Regions from separate parts of the Mus musculus genome. Here region 1 is linked to region 2. A link is a contact called in public Hi-C data. All regions are on one chromosome and are shown on one strand. The core of a region is the stretch at or near the end of the contact, and the rest is flanking DNA. Distances in the headings are between cores, read along the strand shown. Region 1 overlaps Hdac9 (histone deacetylase 9). Region 2 overlaps Hdac9 (histone deacetylase 9).

What was found. Hi-C and Micro-C count contacts between places; a contact is called where the count stands out from the background.
Region 1: a Hi-C map of cranial neural crest shows a contact between it and region 2, with 2.8 times the contacts expected there. The contact joins two enhancer-like sites. A contact is called at or near these places in 2 of 484 Hi-C or Micro-C datasets (the N1E-115 cell line and cranial neural crest).

The regions. Positions count from the first base shown.
Region 1 is chr12:34,199,457-34,202,734 of GRCm38.p6, reverse strand. All of the region lies in intron 23 of Hdac9 (histone deacetylase 9), which reads left to right. Among named protein-coding and RNA genes, the nearest start is that of Gm51984, 14 kb to the left of the region's middle. Within about 2 kb of position 1,519, at least 29 of the 459 cell types and tissues checked have an H3K27ac peak or open chromatin away from gene starts, as enhancers often do.
Region 2 is chr12:34,047,030-34,050,446 of GRCm38.p6, reverse strand. Hdac9 (histone deacetylase 9) reads left to right here. Exons shown (of 28, transcript NM_001271386.1): 28 at 1-2,865. Among named protein-coding and RNA genes, the nearest start is that of Gm40384, 38 kb to the left of the region's middle. Within about 2 kb of position 1,381, at least 3 of the 459 cell types and tissues checked have an H3K27ac peak or open chromatin away from gene starts, as enhancers often do.

The sequences.
Region 1 (3,278 bases), core at 270-2,769, 150 kb before region 2:
ATGAACTGCAAGAGGAAGATGGTAAAAAGCATTCCTACCATAGTGGCTCATATTTCATAATACAGGAACCATGAAGAGAGATTAATGATTGAGTCTGTCTTGAAGCTCAGCAGAATTTTAAATCTATCCACATCTCAAATTGAGGACATTTTACTTTTAAAACACATTCATATATTATCTTCTGTGATAAAGGGATATGCCTTATTGCACTTAAAATCAAAATGTTGGATTCCTTAGGATGTGAATTTTTGGCTGGGTCACACATTCATGAAATAATAGCAGTATTGAAGTTACCGATGTAGACTGAATTTGAGAAACAAATGAACACTTTTAATGAAACAGGAGCCAAACGCAAAAAAATTAAAATGTGGCTTGTTCAAAACCTGATATGGAATAAGATGAGTGTAAGTTGAAATATGTTCTCTCCTCTGTACCTCCAGTTTTAGACACTGTCTTTTAGATGCTCTGCTGCTCCAGTCTGACTTAATGCTTGCCAGTCCCTACCCCAGACACATTTCTGTCACTTTAACCTTTTGGGTGTTCAGAAATTCTACAGTAAAAATATCATTTCAGAAATATAACATCTCTCCAGCAAATATAATTACGCTCGGTGACCCAGCAGGTGGAAAAGATGAGGGTGAGTCGTATCAACCTCTTTATGCAGCACATTAATTTCTACAGAGAACTAAACTCTGCCCAAGGTATGCGAATATATTCCATTCTGTTGAGGGTTTTTTTTTGTTTTTTTGAAAATGTAAAATTAAACAATTATATGATAAGCCATTGCTCCTTAATTTGCAGTACCGCTTTCAATATCTTGTCTTTGTTGTAGAAGAGCATGTAAGACCCAATAGGGTCAATAGGCTTGGGAAGCTACAAGGTAGGAAAGGCTTCATGCTATGGTCAAGGGCAAACACAAAATCCTGGATCAAGAAGGGCTCACGAGATGCAACCTGAAATTTTCTTCTCTCGTAATCTTTGGTGAAGTGTATTGTCTTATAAAATGTCTGCATGCTCTCCTTGGGAAGGACTTCTAACTGTAACTGAACCACAAGGCTGCCCCCTGGTGCTTTATGTATTGTTTAATTGTTTGCCTTTGGTGAATGTTTTTATTAAAAGCCCATTATTTAGAGTAGGACCAAAGTGTCACTTTAAGAACAACAGAGGCAGAGCTGTTCAGCGGAATAGTTCCTTTTCATGGGTGTGTTTAATGCACACTGGATGCAGCTAATGAGCTGAAATTTCTTCTTGTAATACTTCAAAAAGAGCAACAACAACAACAAACAAAATTCTCCTTTTTTTATTTTCCTCTAATAAAAGGTGACTGGATTGGCTGTAAGAGCCATACTTGAGGATGGCTGTGCCCCAGCCAGGAGACGAGAACGGTGTCTGTCTGTGGTCATCTGCTCTGTCTGCCTCTGTTGTAGGGGATTTTGTTTCCAGTCACATACACTTCTCTGCACGTGGCCCTGGGATCATGGGAGGCAATGAAGTATGTGAGTTTCTCGGAGTGTTTACCAGGCCCTTTTGTGTTTCAGTGTATATCTGAGTGGGAGAGATAGGCCTTATTGTCTTCGGATTCTTCATAGTCTGTTTGCCAGGAAACTTCATCTCAGATTTTTTTTCCCAGCACACATTAGGCCCAGGAGTATTTTGAATTCAGTGATTCTAATGCTTGAGGTTCTTCTCTCTGAATAGCCCTTCTCTTATAGCTTCACCGGCACATTGGTCGCTTGCGAATTTGTTAGGATTTGACTCTGGAGAAAGTTCAGTGTTTGCCACCAGGTCCTCACAGACAGCAAGTAAGAGGCCTTTTCATTGTTTAGCTGTCTTCTTCCAGAGCTAATCTAGGGCTGTGACCCAGCCTCCAGCAAAAAATGAAAAGCCGAAGTACCTTGATACAATTTCTAGGCCCTAAATGATCTCATTAAATTCTGACTCTAGATATCAAGTAGACATTTGAGGAAATATGATTATTGACAAAATGTAAGCCTGTTATACACTATATTACTTCAAAAGGAGAAAGGCCATTAGGACATAATTACATCAGAAACAGTATACACATTGGGCTGGTTTATAAACTGTCACTTTCAGAAGTATGAAGACGTATAAAAGTTTCCAAAGGTCCCATTATGACCCTATTTCCAACAGTATTCTCTGACAAACTAAATAAATTACTGCATGTATTGGACCTTTGAGGCTTGGGGCAAAGAATGGAAAAATTATTTACAAAAGCTTGAAAATATTTAATCACTAGAGGCAGGGGGGCAACGGTGTTTTAATTAGCAGGTCCTCGGGCCATTGGCTGACTGGAGGCTTTCTCAAACAACCACACAAATGCACTGAATAGCTGTTTGCCAGCCTTAGGGTCAGGCCTGAGATGAAACAGATAAGATAATTGGCTCTAATGAAATCCAGAAGGCCTTGGCTTTCTTGTTTGAGCTTGGATTTGAAAAGTGCGTGTGGAAGTGAGGCTTAATTCAAACCAGAACTGAGCTAGGCCCATTTCTCAGTGACTTTGATATTGTTTGAAGTTCTGAAAGTGTTCGCCACACCGCTAGCCTGCTGGGCTGGGCCTCCCTGGTACCCTTAATTACTAAGCTTTATTGCTGACTTTACTACACAGGAAAGGGGCCATTATATGTTCCATCAACATCAGCTCTTCTCAGATTGGAGGAAAGGGCAGGGTTAAAGGCCACTGTAGGAAGGCAGCAGCTTCACTTTGAGGTAGGCAGATCATTTACCAGTGTTAAGTTTCAGTGTTATGTACATACATTCCTCACAACACAGAAGCCCGATTTCCATTTTTAAAGCAAATGATTACTTCTCTAAATATTTTCACTATGCCTCTTCCCACTCCCCCAGCAGAAGAGAAAAATAATTCCACACCATACAATATAACCGAATAAAAAATAAAATGAAAAACAAAACTTGACAATGCCTCCCAATTAATCATCATAGCAGCAGGCCAGGTCGGAATCTATAATAAGGAGGATTATTATTGATGCACCTTTGAAGTAGAGAAATCAGTGAGGAGCCCTCCTGTGCTGGGAGACACCCCGAGGAATAAAGACCCCTCAGGAGAGCCTACAGAATGAAATCCCCATTTTCAGACTCTTTCACAAAGAGGTTCCACAAAAGAGAATGCCTCCCATTCCATTCGGAAGCCAAATAGAAAAAAAAAAAAAAACAAACAAACAAACATGGAAGCGCCCTTTCCAGGACCCACTGAGTAGTGATGGGGTCACTACTTGCCACCAGTTGGTAAGGACAGAGTA
Region 2 (3,417 bases), core at 132-2,631:
GGATTACCATTTTAATTTGTAAGACTTTTATTACAGATACAAAAATGGCTTGGTTCTTGATTTAACATCTTAGAAATCTGAGATACCCTTTGAAATAGGAAATCTGAAATGGAATGTAACTTAGTATTAGGTAAAAATTGCTTACATTGCATAAGAATTAAGTCAATCTAGATGCATAATTGTAATAAATTTCTTGTAAATTCCATTTTCTTGATATTTTAGAGAAATTCAATTATATTTGCTCTCTCTCTCTCTCTCTCTCTCTCTCTCTCTCATGTGTGTGTGTTTATGTGTGTGTGTGTGTAATTAGCGAAGTTACTTTAAAAATACCAAAGGCTTACAAAAGACCTTTTCCTTTTAAAGGGGGAAACGTTATCATACTTCGGAAGGTGTACACTTGTGAAGCTTTAAAATCAGCTACAGAACCACAGGTCCCCATGCTTGCTCTTCAGTCTTTGCAAATACATTTTAGAAGTTGGGTAATGAAGCAAAACAGCAGGACTATACTACTCTACTGATGCCCCAGCAACGGCATGGCCTCAGAGGCTGACATGTCACTCGGACAAAGCCAAGTCACTGGGGCATCTTCGTGGTAGTTTAGATTTAAAAAATACATATGAAAGCATTAATCGCACACTTCCTTCCCACCATGTGACAACAGCCTGACTGACTGCAATGCAAAGTATCAGAACCCTGGGAGAGGAACAGATATGGTGCCTTCAGTTCTCGCTATGACCCTCTGGGCATAGTTTCATTTGTTTAACTAAAATCACAGAGGCCTTGAAAATAAGGCATCTCCTCCCACAAAAACTTCAAATATTATGGGACTGGTCTCTCCTAATAGTTCAGACTTGTTTTATTTCTAGAGGCCAATCACAAAGCTTTCTGAGTTCACTGGGTATCTTTACAGACTCCATATGGGGAGTGAATATGAGTGACCCCGAGAGTCTCCTGGAAGAAAAGCCTTCTCCACTTAGCATGTTTAAGCTTTTATAAATTTTATTCCATCACTTACAATTAAGGCAATTTATGTAATTGGTTTTTGTTATTATTTCCCATTTAAGACTTTCCTCTATTTGTCTCAGTGGAAGCATGTTTTAAAATCTAATAGTCCAAAAGAAACCTGAAAGTGGATCATTCTGAACTTAAAAACAGCCGTTCTGTCAAAGTGGCACACTGTCTGTTCTAGTCTTAACATTCTTTTTCTGCCTTTGGAAGTGAAATAATGTGCTCACTACGAGAGACAGAGAGAGAGAGAGAGAGAGAGAGCGAGAGAGAGAGAGAGCGAGCGAGCAAGAGAGAGAGAGAGCGAGAGAGAGAGCGAGAGAGAGAGAAATGACATAACTGCTTTACCACTTCCATAAAGAGAGCATTTTTACCACCAAAACAAAACAAAACACCTAGAAAACCAGATTAAGGCTCAGAACAGAGGCATTCCGTTGCCTTCGACGCTGCTCATTACTTGTGGTGGTGGTCTCACTCAGCATTAGCCCTTCTCTCTTCCCCAAGGACACTGCTATATTTTGGTCTCTAGTAGAAATCTAAACTATTTACTGCCATGTAGCAGAACTTATATTGAGGATTTCATCAACTTCCTTAACACCATCACTAAAATATTTAAATGTGTATGATGTGGCTCTGTTAGTCAGATGTATTTCCATTGGAAATCAGAGACTTTGTCTCCCAGAGCCAACATCTTGGTTCTGCTCTATTGAATATTTCATGAGTCACTGAGTGACTGTGTGTGACCAGAGGATTGTGTGTGTGTGTGTGTGTGTATGTATATGTATATATACACATCTCCACATGTGCTAAATAAGGTCAGTTGCTTTCCAGAATACTGGGACCAAGGGCCATTACATTTACTGCTGTACACCCTGCTCTTTGATGGAGATAGCATTTTGTAACAGATGACAAGGCTGTTCCAGCAATTGAGGCCTTTATTAACCTAACATTTAATAAAAATGAAAAAAAACAAAGGATTTAAAAGCTTTATAACCTGAAGAGAAATTTTACTTCTTTGTGTATGCAGAGATTTTTTAAAGAGAGAGAAAGAGGGGGGGGGAGAGAGAGAAGTCAGTTATCTCTTTTTAAATTGTAAGGTTCTCAAACTCTTTCTGGATGAGTGGCCTCAGTGCAGACCTTCACTTCAGTGCAGAAGCTGGGTGAGATGAGACTGTCTTTCCAGTGGTAACTGGGCTTAGCAAGTGTACCATCCAAAATGACAGACCTTTGTGTAGGATATGTGCCAGGCAGTCTGTGTCATTCAAAACTAATAACCTGACATTTCAAATCAGTTGGACTCTTCAGGCAAATATGCAACAAAAGCGTTTATTATTTTGCTGATTAAATGCTACACCAGGATTGCTGGAGTGAATGCTGATAACCTGGAGTTTCTGGTTCCTGTAATGTGAATGTGTCTTTTGTATCATGGTCTTGTATCTGTTAACGTAAGAAGATCAATTGATTCTCCTCTGTGAACAAGTTGTTTTGCCCTTAATTTTTTTTTTTTTACTTTCATCAAAATCTGTCATCCAGAACAGAAAAGTATGCATTGCCAAACATGAAGTTGTTCTGCCAGTGGTGTGCGCCCAGATGTGCAAGCTAGTGCCTAATAAAGAATGAAAAACTAATAACAGCACCATTGTTGCACACGCCTTTGGAATGTTCACCTCCTTTCCGCTTCCCTCCTGTTTTGTTGTGTTGTGTTGTGTTTTGTTTTGTTTGTATTTGGAAACACGGTATCATGCTCCAAAGGGTGGCTGATGTTGTTAGTGTCACCACGCCTTCAGAAGAACAATGACGCCCATTTTGTGTTTTCTACTGATTTCCTCTAGTCCCATGTGAATAAAAGCTATTTGAAATAATTGTGTCCTAAAGTTTCTACATCCTAGGCACCTGCCATTAAAATGTGTATCACAAATATGTGACAGATATTGTTGATACACAAAATATTATTAATTGTGAGGTATTGAGATATTATTAATTACTAATGGGGTATTGGGATATACACTACTCTACTTTTCTGCACTGCAGAGAGTTGAGACTAAAGATATGTATAAAGCAGCAATGGGAGAACTGGCTGCTCCTCCAGAGGACCAGGGTTTATTTCCCAGGACCACAAGGTTGCTCATGACTATCTGTAACTCCACTTCCAAGGGACCCTAATACTCTGCTCTTGCTCGTTCAGGCACATGGCACACACATGATCTATATCCATACGTGCAACGTAAAATACACATATAAAATAAAATAAATCTTTTTTTACTTAAAAACGAGACATTTGCTTGCAATTATCTCTTAGGATAAAATGAGAATTCATAGCAACAACAACAACAAGAAAATGTAAATCAGAAACATGTTAATACCTGACATGCTAGTAACATACCTGTAATTACAGGTTCAAGGCCAACCTGA